Regions from separate parts of the Mus musculus genome. Here region 1 is linked to region 2. A link is a contact called in public HiChIP or PLAC-seq data. All regions are on one chromosome and are shown on one strand. Each heading gives the region's core, a stretch centred on a gene start, on an enhancer-like site or on the middle of the called end of the contact. The rest is flanking DNA. Distances are from core to core; before and after follow the strand shown. Region 1 has its middle 15 kb from the start of 4930447M23Rik. Region 2 has its middle 4.9 kb from the start of Gm3363.

The links. HiChIP or PLAC-seq counts read pairs in DNA pulled down with a chosen protein or histone mark.
Region 1: a FOXA1 HiChIP or PLAC-seq map of pancreatic cancer cells shows a contact between it and region 2. The contact joins two enhancer-like sites. A contact is called at or near these places in 1 of 484 Hi-C or Micro-C datasets (bone marrow-derived macrophages) and 10 of 115 datasets of contacts at active chromatin or transcription factors (the 230-238 cell line, the NIH/3T3 cell line, bone marrow-derived macrophages and 7 more).

What each region holds. Positions count from the first base shown.
Region 1 is chr2:19,326,184-19,332,760 of GRCm38.p6, reverse strand. No RefSeq gene overlaps it. Among named protein-coding and RNA genes, the nearest start is that of 4930447M23Rik, 15 kb to the left of the region's middle. Within about 2 kb of position 4,765, at least 27 of the 459 cell types and tissues checked have an H3K27ac peak or open chromatin away from gene starts, as enhancers often do. A contact at or near this core is called in pancreatic cancer cells, where this site is marked.
Region 2 is chr2:18,762,408-18,769,086 of GRCm38.p6, reverse strand. No RefSeq gene overlaps it. Among named protein-coding and RNA genes, the nearest start is that of Gm3363, 4.9 kb to the right of the region's middle. Within about 2 kb of position 1,961, at least 399 of the 459 cell types and tissues checked have an H3K27ac peak or open chromatin away from gene starts, as enhancers often do. A contact at or near this core is called in pancreatic cancer cells, where this site is marked.

The DNA of each region.
Region 1 (6,577 bases), core at 3,516-6,015, 560 kb before region 2:
ATGGGGCAAAGAGTTCAAAGGCACACTTCCCGTTGACTTACTGTCTAGTTGGGGTTTCTATTGCTGTGAGCAGACACCATGACCACAGCAAATCTTATAAAGAAAAACATTTAATTGGGTCTGACTTACATTTCAGAAGTTTAGTCCATTATCATCATGGTGGGAAGCATGGCAGGCAGGTAGACATGGTGTTCTACATCTTGATTGGCAGGAAGCAAACAGGGGCAGGGGGCGGGGGAGCGGGAGAGAGAGAGACTGGCTTTGGGTTTCTGAAACCCTCAACACCCACCCCCAATGACACACTTCCTTCAACAAGGCCTGTCCAACAAAACCACACTTCCTAATCCCTGTCAAGTTGTGCCACTCCTTAATGACCAGTCATTCAACTGTCTGAGCCAACAGGGCCATTTGTATTCAAACTACCACACATTCTTTCTTCAATCAAACCAATCTCAATCACTTTTAGTTAATTCAAATTGTGAATGTATTTGTGCACTGATGAAGGAATTTCCTAAAGCTGGGCTGATGGACACCTGGGCTTTCCATGTCCTTTCAGGCTCACACTGCACAGGGTCCATGTGCCTTCCTCACAGTGGTGGCTCTACTGCTGGGGAGTTCAAGCCTACCAGCCCCTTCATCCTACACATGTCCCCTGAATCTCTGGGGCCTGGGTTGGGCAGAATTGGACATCGCTGTTCTGAGGAAGACAGAAAATTCATAATAGAAGAGAGGTTGGCTCAAGTACAGCCCCCAAAACACCACCAACCATCCAATGGACCAGGAAGGAACTTTTTCACTGCAAACCATCTCTATTATTATTTTAAGCTCTTTCAGAAGCAAAACAAAGAACAAAAACATATAAAACACCATACCCTTAAAGGAGAAGGGGAATGTTAATTCAGAAACGAAAGGACTTTAGTAATTAGTATGTATAAGTGAACACGGGCTTTCCTATTTTAATTCCTATTTTCAATTGCATTCATAGATTGACCTTGCTGAACAGATGTAGCTATTTGACTCAGGGAGGGAAGAATTTGTTTTGGTTAGGACTTTATTTGAAAGCAATATATTTTTAGTCATTAAATGAAGCTGTGGAGCGGTGATCAAGTGATTCTCTGGTGCAGTCTAGAAATTTTGATGTTTGTGTTGATGGAGTGCAAATCATACTAGCTCTAATTATAGCACTGTCACCTGAGTTTTACAGCAGAACTGCCAGCTCCAACAGGCTAGGTAGGCTCAGCCACCTGGTCCCAGTATGCCAATTAAAGAGACAAGTCGTGGAAAAAAGAGCCAATAAAAAGTCCCAGTGATGTCAATTCCATATTCAGGGCAGTTACATCAAGTTTAGGCTTAAATAGAGAGCTACTTTTCTGTTGCCATAACAAAACATCATGACCAAGGCAACTCATAGAAGAGAGTATTTATTTGGGGGCTCACAGTTCTATAGGGTTAGAGTCCAGGACCATCATGGTGGGGCCCATGCAGTAGGCAGGAAGTATGGCAGAGGAACAGTAGCTGAGAGCTTATATATGATTCACAAGTACAAAGGGGGGGGAGGGAGAGAGAGAGCAGGAGAGAGAGAGAGAGAGAGAGAGAGAGAGGAGAACTACCTGAAAGTGGTATGGGCTTAAAGCCCGCCCTCAGTAACATACCCCCTTTAACAAGGTCACACCTCCTAATTCTTCTCAAACAGTTCCACTGCCAACCAAGCCTTCAAATATAAGGCAATGGAGGCCATGCTCATTCAAACCACAACACAGAGGTGTACATAACTATGCAGTCATAGTCAAGGTATTGTCATTGATGCAACATTATCTCAGTTCATACTATAAAGTAGTCCATATACATGTGAACAAAATAAATGAGATAAAAATAGTTTAAAAAGTTAGACCTTTTTTTTACAAATGTATTCATTTGCTGATCTATACCCAATACCTTCTGTTCATCAAAGAGCACCACCTGGAGTGAGGTCTAGGGCATGTGTGACTGTTTTTGCTTAAAGGTGGTAGTCACGACATAAATAGGGATACAGGATCACAAGCCTGGATATGGAAAGTACCACTGACCATCTCATGTTAGAGGATACCAAGTTAGCAAAATGTTCCGCTAAGCTTTGTATTCTAAAAGGCTTACACAATCGAGCAACATAGATACACTAAACATACAAAGACACCAGAACAGTGAACACAGAGCTACTTAGAAGTCTTTTACATAGACATTAATTTAACTTCTACTTCTAAAAAAGGAGATAACTGCCCTCAAACAACAAGGGCAAGGTGCATAGGAAGTCATGAGTTAATCACATAGTAAACGTGATCCCCTGAATAAATGAGTAACTATCTTGTTGGGTGAAGGAAGGTTGCACAGATTGTGTGGTCTCACACGTTCTGCTCATGAGATGCTCCAACCATTAGTCTCCATCCATATCCATAAAAGCCCACCAGGCGGAGAACATGGTCATATTCCTCCCCTGTAGCCTCTCCCGCTCCTGGGGAATCCCCCAATTTTCTCTAAATAAATCAGTGTTCACTTTCCTCACTCTTTGCCCATGCTTCCATATTCTTCTTGGATATGAGACAAGGAATTGAGAATCCAATGGCTTCGGGGTGACTTTGGTTACTAGTGATTGCCTAAGATCCTAGCACGGAGAACTAAACTCAGTAAGAGCCAAGAAAAGGTCCACCCTCTCAAAGAACTTGCAGTGTGTGTTTTGTGTGTGTGTTGTGTGTGTGTGTGTGTGTGTGTGTGTGTGTAGTGTGTGTGTGTGGTGTGTGTGGTGTGTGTGTGGGGTGTGTGTGTGTGTGTGTGTGTGTGTGTGGTGTGTGTGTGTGTGTGTGTGTGTGTGTGTGGTGTGTGTGTGTGTGTGTGTGTGTGTGTGTGTGTGTGTGTTTGGGCTAGAGGCCAGCAAGCCTGAGAAATCCTCCCATTTCTATCTTCTCTCACCACTGTTATGATTATGAGGACTTGCATGGTTGTGCCCAGCTTTTATGTGTGTGCTGGGGATTTGAACTCAGGTCCCCATGCCTGTGCAGCAGGTACTATCACACTAGACAACTCCCCATCTGAAGTTTCTACTTTTGAAGCAAATTTTAAAATATTTATCTAGGTAAACACATGTTTACTGCATTGGCAAAAATAAAAAAAAATCTAGACTTCTAACAAATTTTCAGACAATGTACTCCAATAGAATAATTTTCTGATGTTCCTACGAGTTCATATATACAAAACCCAAGTGCTTATTTGGTTGAGATAAATAAATTTAGAACAGGTTTAAATAGAAGGTTTGCCTAAATGGCAAGTATATAATAAAAAGTAGAGATGTTTAAAATTTTTTATTAGCCATTTTGTGTTACAAATCCAGAATCAATATATATTATATGAAAGAGAATACTTGTTCATCATTTTATATGTGTTAAGCATATGTGCCTTTAACTATACAAATATTTTCACAATATTCGAATGTTTGGACACACATCTCTGTGCCTGTTTAGTCACAGATGGGAAGGGTTTGAAAGCCATAGAATCACCTTAAAGTAATAGCATGCATAAAGTGCCCATGTAACAAGCTTGACAGAAGCAGGAACTTAAATGAATCTGGACTTTGTCAGAACTCCTTTCCTTAGTACTCAAAGCCTGACAAAAGCAGCAGGAAGCAAACAAAACCTGCTCAGCTAAGTCAATGCCTTTTTGCAAACCCCACTGAGAGCAGAACAGTATTTTAGACAAAGGCTAGTTGCTTTTAGATCAGGCTAGCCTCAATCCTGCAGCAGTCCCCATGCAACTGTCTTCTGAATGCTGGGGTTGCAGGGATTCTTCACTATGACTGACCATAAGATTTGTTCAAGGCATTCAGACTTTCTTAGAACATTGGCCTACTTGTAGTTAAGTTCCTATTTTACATTGGAGCACCAAATTTTGTCCTTACTGCTTATGGTGGCACAAGGTTGTAACCCATCACTTGGCAAATTGAAGAAGAAAGGTCAGAAGTTTAAGGTTATCGTTGGCTACATAGTGAGTTGTAGGCTAGCCTAGGCTACATGAGACCCTGATTCAAAATAAAGATGATTTTTAAAAATTGCTTAGATACACATATTAAGTGTCTGCTTTTAATCCATGAACCAGGGAGGCAGAAGCAGGAAGATCTCTGTGAGTTCAAGGCAAGCCTACTTTACACAGAAAGTTCTAGAAGAGACCAGACTATGAGCATTGTGAAAGCCTATCTCTTTAAAAAATATATTACATTTTGAAACATCTTGAAACATATATTCAAAAACAGCAGCAAGGACAATGAGTAGATTTATCACTTGATCTGTTAAGTATACTTCATATATGAGATAACCATGTTTATAAAGGAGTTATAAAATGGTTGATAAAAGATTTCAACCTAAACAAGTTTAAATGAGCCAGATCCTGTTAAAAGCTCTACAAAACTAAACAGGAAACATGAATCATTTAATTACTATCTTTTAAAATTAAGCCCTTTGAAAACATAACTAAAGTAAACCAGCGTCCTAGGAAGTCTAGCTGCTTTGAATATAAAGCATTAAAGCCTTCATAGCTAGGGATTTGAGGATGGCTCAGTGGATAATGGATTGGCCTACAACTGTGAGGGGCAGAACTTGTATAATGTTGGACAAACCTGAGCCTGGCTCAATTTTCAAGACCTGTCGTTCTTCTCCACTTAAGAATGACTCAGCAGGACCTACCAACCTGAATGAGACAGCCTCTGCCTAACCACTGCTGATGTGTCAATTTCTTATAGGACCCGTGAGATCGCCCCCAGCCTTTGTCATCTCACTCCACCCCATGTGTCATCTCACCCCATACCCCTATCCTCACCTCCTTGTCCTGTCTATATAAACAAGTGCCTAGTTTAATAAAGTGAGTTCCTGCTTTAACAGACTCCTGGCCCAGGTGTGTTTGTTTTGGGCCTTGACACTCACCATTCCGCTCAGCCCCAGAGACTGGACCTGTGGACAGTATAAAACCTGGAATCTCAGCACTAGGAAAATGTAGAAAATTATTACAAGCCCCAGGCAGTCTGGCCTACATAGTGATCTTCATATTTGCATAACAGCTCAACAAAGCTGTTCCAAAGGGATTTTTATTTGGTTGGGTTTTTTTTTTGTTTGTTTTAACTTTTATGATTCTTATGTGAATTTCACATCATTCACACCAACCCTACTTTTACTGGCTGGTTTTCCTTTGTCAACTTGACACACGCTGGAGTTATCACAGAGAAAGGAGCCTCCCTTGAGGAAATGCCTCCATGAGATCCAGCTGCAAGGCATTTTCTCAATTAGTGATCAAAGTGAGAGCGCCCATTGTGGGTGGTGCCACCCCTGTGCTGGTAGTCCTGGGTTCTATAAGAAAGAAAGCTGAGCAAGCCAGTAAGTAACATCCCTTCATGGCCTTTGCATCAGCTCCTGCTTCCTGACCTGCTTGAGTTCCTATCCTGTTCTTTGGTGATGAACAGCAATGTGGAAGTTTAAGCTGAATAAACCCTTTCCGCCCCAACTTGCTTCTTGGTCATGATGTTTGTGCAGGAATAAAAACCCTGACTAAGACACTACTCATCTCCTGGAACCTCTGTGTCCACCCACCACCCTTGAACCCCCCCCAAAAGAAAATAAAAAACAAACAAAATATGTCATTGTAGAAGTGAGTGTGTCACCCTTTTGTCCACACATCTTTACTTGCAAATCTTCATTGCAGTGAGTCATTGGTCTGGTTTGAGGTCTCTGGCTTCTGCTATACTACCAATACTCGATTCTCACTGGGACTCCTCTCAGATAGCCTGTTGTTGCCCTGTGTCATGGAGATCCTATCCTGTAGCTTTGGGCCTCTGGGTGTCTTCCACTCTCCTGTCCCCACATTCAGTAAACTCTGGGTGTCTTCCCCACTTTATATGGCTTGGCAGGTGGATAAGCCTCTTCCCAGAGTTTTTAAGACAAAAGTATAGGTTCTGACAGCCTCATCAGGGTCAGCTCACCTGCCAATTCACCATTTAAAGACATGGTTACAGCAGGGAAAGGATATTTTTTTATTCTGTTTCATTAGAAAGAGGACAAATCTAGTCAAGATGTGGTTCACCCAAACATTGCTCATGGTCTTAACTCAAGTCTGTCAGGTTGTACTGAAGGTGTTCTGTCATCTAAGGTGGCTCAATAAGTCATTAATTATTAACCTGTTCATTGCTGAGAGGTTAGCCTCACCCTCCTAGATAATTCTCTTCATGGGAAGGTAGGTCTGTCCTGTAATTCAAAATGGAGAAATAATTAGAGTTAAAGTTAAGGTCAAAGACTTGTTGAGAGGACAGAGTTATCCAGAGTCAGGCTGACTCCATGACAGGCTGCAAACTGGCAGTTTGGGAGACTCGGCCTAAGTTTCTGTTTCCCAGAATTAGAAAAGTCCAAAACAAGGCAATTCCAGAATAAAACACCCTTCATGGGCAGCCACTCAGGAAGCTGCCCCTCCACTTAGCCTGAGCCAACCTCACGGGCAGCTAATTAGAAGCTCTTGAAGCTGCCCCACCACCTAGTTTGAGGCAGGCAAGTATAGTTAACCAGTCAAAGTC
Region 2 (6,679 bases), core at 712-3,211:
TTCCAAAGAAATACAAATTGATACAGGAGAATTCCTTGTGGGTAGCTGGCTTGTCTGAGATGGGGGGAGGGGATCCCACTTAAGTACTTCATATCATTTTTCTCTAAACTAGGGAGGTTCGCCCAGTTTCCAACCCTCCAGGTGTGTCTTTAAGAGTGTATAATGTTGTCTAGGTACTCTTCAAAGACTCACAGTGGCTGGCCATGAACACTCCTGGCAGTGCCACAGACTGGAGGGAACTCTGTAACTGCACATCAGTGAAGAACAGTGTGGGCTTCCATTTTCCTTGTGCACGTTAGGTGAGTTCACATCAGAGTCCCTAGACTGAGAAGAAGAAGAGAGGAAAGAGATCTTTTTCTTCCTTATGAGTTCTTGAGTCAAAAAGTAAAAGCGAGTTAAGAACCATTTTCCTTGTGTCCTGTGGTATGTTTATCCTCAACTCACAGGACCTTTAAGTAATGCTTTTTTTTTTTTAACTTGCTGATTCAGTAAATATCTGCAATGCTGTATATATTGCCAAATAACATACTAGGCTCCAGGGAAAAAAAGTGAACTCCTGTGTTTTTTTGTTGTTGTTGTTGTTGTTTTGTTTTTTTTTTTTTTAGTAGGTTTACAGGAAGGAGAGAAACCAATAAGCAAATACATAAACTGTATGCAAAAGGTTTAAAATGTCATGACTGTGGGAGGTAATTGGCGAAAAGTAGTTCTAAAGCCAGCCTTGAGCTCACATTCCGCCTTGCTGGTATTATTTATTTGCTATTACTTATTTGTTTTCTCATTCCTGACAGGTTGTATGAACAAATAGATGATGACTTCTTAGACTTCAGTTTCTTCCCACGTTTGCTTTGGATAGTCTTAAATCATAGGACCCCTAACCCTAATTCTAACACAGGTCAATTCCCTCCCCTAGGCCCCGAGGTCACATTGCTTCTGCCAAGGGTTGCACACCATCCCGAGGAGGCCTCATATTCTTTTTTCTCTTCTCTTCTCTTCTCTTCTCTTCTCTTCTCTTCTCTTCTCTTCTCTTCTCTTCTCTTCTCTTCTCTTCTCTTCTCTTCTCTTCTCTTCTCCTCTCCTCTCCTCTCCTCTCCTCTCCTCTCCTCTCCTCTCCTCTCCTCTCCTCTCCTCTCCTCTCCTCTCCTCTCCTCTTCTCCTCCTCTCCTCTCCTCTCCCCCTCCCCTCTCCTCCTCTCCTCTCCTTCTCCCCATCCCCTCTCCTCCTCTCCCCTCCCCTCCCCTCCCCTCCCCTCCTCTCCCCTCCCCTCCCCTCTCCTCCTCTCCCCTCCTCTCCTCTCTTCTTTTTCCTTTCCTTTCCTTTCCTTTCTTTTCCTCCTTTTCTTTTCTTTTCTTTTCTTTTCTTTTCTTTTCTTTCTTTCTTCCTTCCCTCCCTCCCTCCTTTCCTTCCCTTCCTTCCTTCCCTCCTTCCTTCCTTTCTTTCCTTTCTCCTAACACAAGATGATGGTGCAAAGAGCCAGAAAACTAGCTTCTGTACGCAATTTTGAGCACAAGAAAACAATAAAACCCAAAGATCAAAACCCTAAAGGGGACAACGGCCAGTGGCTCAAAGCTAAAGGAGAAGGTGGTGCACAATCCAAATCCACGCCCCAGCCTTTGCCCTCCTTCCGCCCCAGGAAGGCCGACAGACAAAGCCACCCGGTGAGTCCATGAGTAGGGGAACAATGCCCTGGCGCTCAGCACAAAACGAAAGTCCGCTGCGGGGCCCGAGGGGATGGCAGGCCGGGGCGCCTTGGGCCCACGCGTCCCGACCCCAACTCCCGACGCCATTCAAGCAGACACCGCGCAGAACAAGGTCAGCTCTGTGCAGCGCGCGGCGGCAGCGCGGCCACCCCTGCTCCCGGGAAGCCCAGCGACGACATCGGGAAAGGCGCCCACGGAGAGCTTACGAGCCCCACGATCCCCGAGCCAAGCGCCCAGCCGGGAAGTAGAGCCGTCCGCGCGCGGAGGGAAACGCCGGGTGTAGTGCGGTTTGTCCTTGCTCTTATAAGCATGCTGCTCCCGGAACCGCTGCCTTAGACCGAGTTCGGGTTATTTTCTGGCCAGGATTCTACCTTCTGTGAGCCTGAGGATCCGTCATCTGCGCACTCCAGTGGCCCAGCGGCCGCCCAGCTCCAGCTTCGGGGACGTTCTGGGCCTGGATTGCATCCGAGGGTGATTGCGCCCACTTCCAGGGAGCAGGTTTTACCAGTGTCTGTTCTGGTCAGTGGAGTGCTGTTCTGGTCAGGATGGTGAGGAGTAATGAGGATAATGCAGGTAACACTGTCTAAAAGCACATCACACCCTCAAGAAGGAACCTAGCATTAACTCAGTGTTAATACAGGTAACAACTCACAAGGATCTGAAAACATAACATGAGGAAAATCGCAGAAAAGATCACGACCAACTAGAGTCCATGTTTAAAAGCTGTAAACAAAGCCTTTGCCTGGCCAGAAAACGAAAGTAGTACACTGCAGGCTGGACAATAACTTTATAGCTCAAAAGCAGTGGTGATTACATCACAGTTGCCACAATTCACAGAAGTGTAATCTAAAGGTATATAAAGTTTATTCTGCTCAAACTGTAAGTAAAATAATGTCCTCAAAAGTTGGCCGAAGTAGGGTGTCTGTTTTGGGGGAGAAGCTGCTGCTAGGGGGTAGGTGACTGAGAGACAAGCTGATAGGAAAAAAATATTTACTGCTTAGGAAATTTACATGAGCCTTAAAAGCATCCTTCTCAGAACTAAGTCCTCTAAGAGTAGATTCACTCCAACAATAGAAAGAAAATATCCTAAAGAACAATATGGCAATGTTGTTGCCTAAAGAACACCCAGAGCAATTGATGTACTTCTCCAGATTTACTTAGCCCCACCAACCTCACCACCACCTCTGCTTCGTGGTGTCCAGGGCTGGCCTTTCTGCGGAGGGTTCCACTCCTGTTCCCTCCCTGACAGATAACCCCCAACAAATGAGGGTAAAGATTCAACCCTGCTTCCTTATAGGGGCCCTGATGGTGGAATGTTCTGCCTCTATCTGCCCAAGGTCCCAGCGCAAGGTGAGTTAGAACAGTATGAGACAAACCTTCACAGAGGCAGAAAACAAACACTACCCGGCATATCAGTCTCTACCACGGACACTCCCAAGGCTTGAGCTTTGCCTGAAAGCTGCAGAACGAACAGTCAGCTACACTTTCTCATACGTGTTCACTAACGTGCTACTTTGTATCTGTTTTCCTTTCTGTTTAGGAACAGTCAGCTGTACTTTCTCATAAGTGTTCACTAACGTGCTACTTTGTATTTGTTTTCCTTTCTGTTTAGGAACAGTCAGCAGTACTTTCTCACAAGTGTTCACTAACGTGCTACTTTGTATCTGTTTTCCTTTCTGTTTCTCCTTGCTCTTGATGCCCTGGGATTCCATCTTCTCATCAAATCTTAACACTTAAAATTGCCCTCAAGGTTAGCTTTTCTTTGGCAGTGTTTGGGTGTTACGTATACTTTCCTAAAGATTTCACAACCATGACAAACTTTTTTTTTTCTCTCTCTGTTTTGGCTCTGGATTACTGTCTCATTAAAGTGCTAGTTTAGAAGGCAATCGGTTGAGAATCATTGCCAAATATTTGGGCTTGGGAGAGAGATAAAAGTTTGGGCTTCTATTTATTTGGTTTCAATTGGTGTTTCCTCATACAAGCTAATTCCTAGATCATAGGCTCTTACATGCTTTCAACATTTGGAAGTATGAAAAGTTGAGATGCATGTTTGTGTAAAACAAAAATACTTTCAATTATGCTTATAAAACTGTTAATCTGGATCTCTAATTATATGTTTTAGTGCATCTTCACAAAGCTGTTTTGCTTGTTCTAAAATCACTAGGAGAAGATAAATTATGAGCCTTTTACCGCAACCTCTAGCTCACAGTGCTTTGCAAAACAATTTTTCTTGACACTATTTTAAATATAAGAGCATTAGGTTCATGATTTTAATAATAATTGCACAGGTTTGTGGCAACATGTTTATTGAAGATTCATCAGACACATTCTGCCTCCCACCTGGCTTGCCAATCATCTGTAATTTGATCAACAGTAATTCGAGATGGGACTCAGTAGGGTCAGATGTTAAATAGAACATTTCCACTTTTCTAACCACAAAATCCTCCCTCTCTTGGCCACTTAAAACCTGTTACATAATCTGCAAACACATGAATGTAATGATTTCTGCTGCAGGCCTTGGTAAAGATCACATACCTGCAAACTTGCTTTTCTATTGCAGTTTACTGCTTAAAATTCTAGCCTTGAAAGCCACTTAAAATACATAATCTGCTTTCATCTACATCTGTAGCTAGTGAATTGGTGTTTGCAATGAAAACTTTTTCTCTTATTGTGTTTACAATTTTTAATATTTGCACTTGAAAGCCATCCCATCTGAATTTAATTATGACAAAAAATGAAGCGAGGCTGTACAGATAATGTGTACATTTTCAAAGAAAGAAAAAGACATTTAGGGATATCTTAGGTTATTCATATCTATGCAATATCAAACGTTATCTTAATAAAGGAACAGAAGAGTATCTCCTTAATTTATGGCTGCTAGTTCTTCCCAAATTTATGAGTATAGACAGTGTTCAGCAACCATGCAGTTTTATACTTACAAAATAGGCACTGGCCTCAGTAGTAGGTCAAAAGCTGGCCGCAATTGTGTCCCATTACTCAAACACTTTTAGAATTCTTATGCCACTAGTGTCTGAGTCACATTATTTTAAATGACATGTTCAGTGTTAACAAATCTCCACCCCCCCCCCCCGAGCAGATCAAACTGTTAGAAATATCTGAAGGTCACTTGCAACCACAGCTAGCTTACCGGCATTGTTTAACAGGTGAGATTTCAATGAGAAGGAAGGAAATTGAGTGAACTGAGCAGCACATAAAACACAACAACCAAACCACCACCATCATCATCATCATCACCACCATCATCGTCGTCATTGTCGTCAAGAAAGGACTGAAGAATGATTGCATGAGAAATGGATGAATTAGATAGAGACCAATAAAATGGATCAATTCAAAAAGAAAGGTCAAGGAGGAGAAATCCCTGAATTTTTTATTTAATGAAATATACAGAGCATAAATAAAACTACAAAACACAAAGGAGACAGCAGTGATAAGGAGTATGTTTTAAAATTACCTTAATTATAATTAATTATTAATTATAATTACTATGTAATTATATTTTTGAGTACAGTTACATGAATGAATCACAATTTTTCACTCCCTAATTGGTAACCAATTAGACCGTTATCCAGTATTCTGCCATCACATAGCAGTGGAATGTCTTTGCTTATTATTTAGGAGAAGACATCATTGAATGTTTTTACCTATTAGTTAGATTGATGCCTAGTAATGAAAATAAATTTCAGTATCTGAGTATGTATTTCTAAGCCTTTATCCAGAAGGGTAGAATTTGTATCAATTTGAAAGTATATGCAAAAAACATGTGGAAGGTTTGAAGGTGGTGGACGGACGAGTGCCATTTTATTCTTTCCTCTACTTCTGTTCTCGTCTTAAAATTTTTATACTTAATTATAGAACCATAGAAGCATTTTCATTAAAATCAAATATGAGGATACCTGTTATCACTGTTATTTAAATTTATGTTGAAATACCTAAAAAGATAGAATGTAAATATCAGGGAGACTATGTCAAAGCGATGGGGAAATGCTTTTATTTGTAGGTCATTCTTTTGCCTATAAAAATCTTAGAAACCTAGTTGAAAAGCTACTGTAGAATATTGAAGAGAGGCTTGAGAGACAGTTTTAGTGGATAAAAGTGTTTGCGGTGTAAATATGGGAACCTGAGTCTGAATCTCCAGCACCCAGGTAAAAAAGCCAGGTGTGTGTGTGTGTGTGTGTGTGTGTGTGTGTGTGTACTCATGTAACTGCAGCACCGAAAGCAGACATGGGCAGAATCTAGGAGCATTTTTAGCCAGCCAGCCTATCTAAACCAGCAGGCTTCAGGTTCAGTGAAAGACTCCATGGAAAGAAATAAGATAGGGTTATAGAATGGGACAGCCGACCACCATCCTCCTCTAGCCTCTAGGGGTGTATACACAGGTGTGTACATCTATACAAATGCACACCCACATAGAATGCAAACATACACCATATACATAGATACATATATATCTAAGTATATGCATTTATGTATGTGTGTATATATATGTATATATATGTGTGTTACATATAAAAAGGTTTTCCAGTAATTTACCAATTAACTGCTTAAAAAGATTCTATGCAAAATAATAAAATGATCCTATTTACACATAAATAATGTTGGCAAAAACTGAAAGAGATCTATACCCACAAAGGAAAGGGAGGCAAAGTTATGAATAGGTTAAGATGTATATGCTCCTAGGTAAATATTTGCAATTTTAACCAAAAAATCCAGTGGGACAGGTTTGAATTGAAACAATAACTATCTGAAGGAAAAAAACAGAGTAACCAGGATAGATCTGATCATGAATAATAACAGGGATATTCACTGTACCAGATGTTAATATATATTATAAAGCCATAATAATTACAGCAATATTGAATTACTGAAAAAAGGTTGACAAATAGATTGATATTTTGGGGTAGATAGCTCTGAATTCAATATGCCAGTAAATGAAGCATCACTAATGGGGCGGGCATGGATTA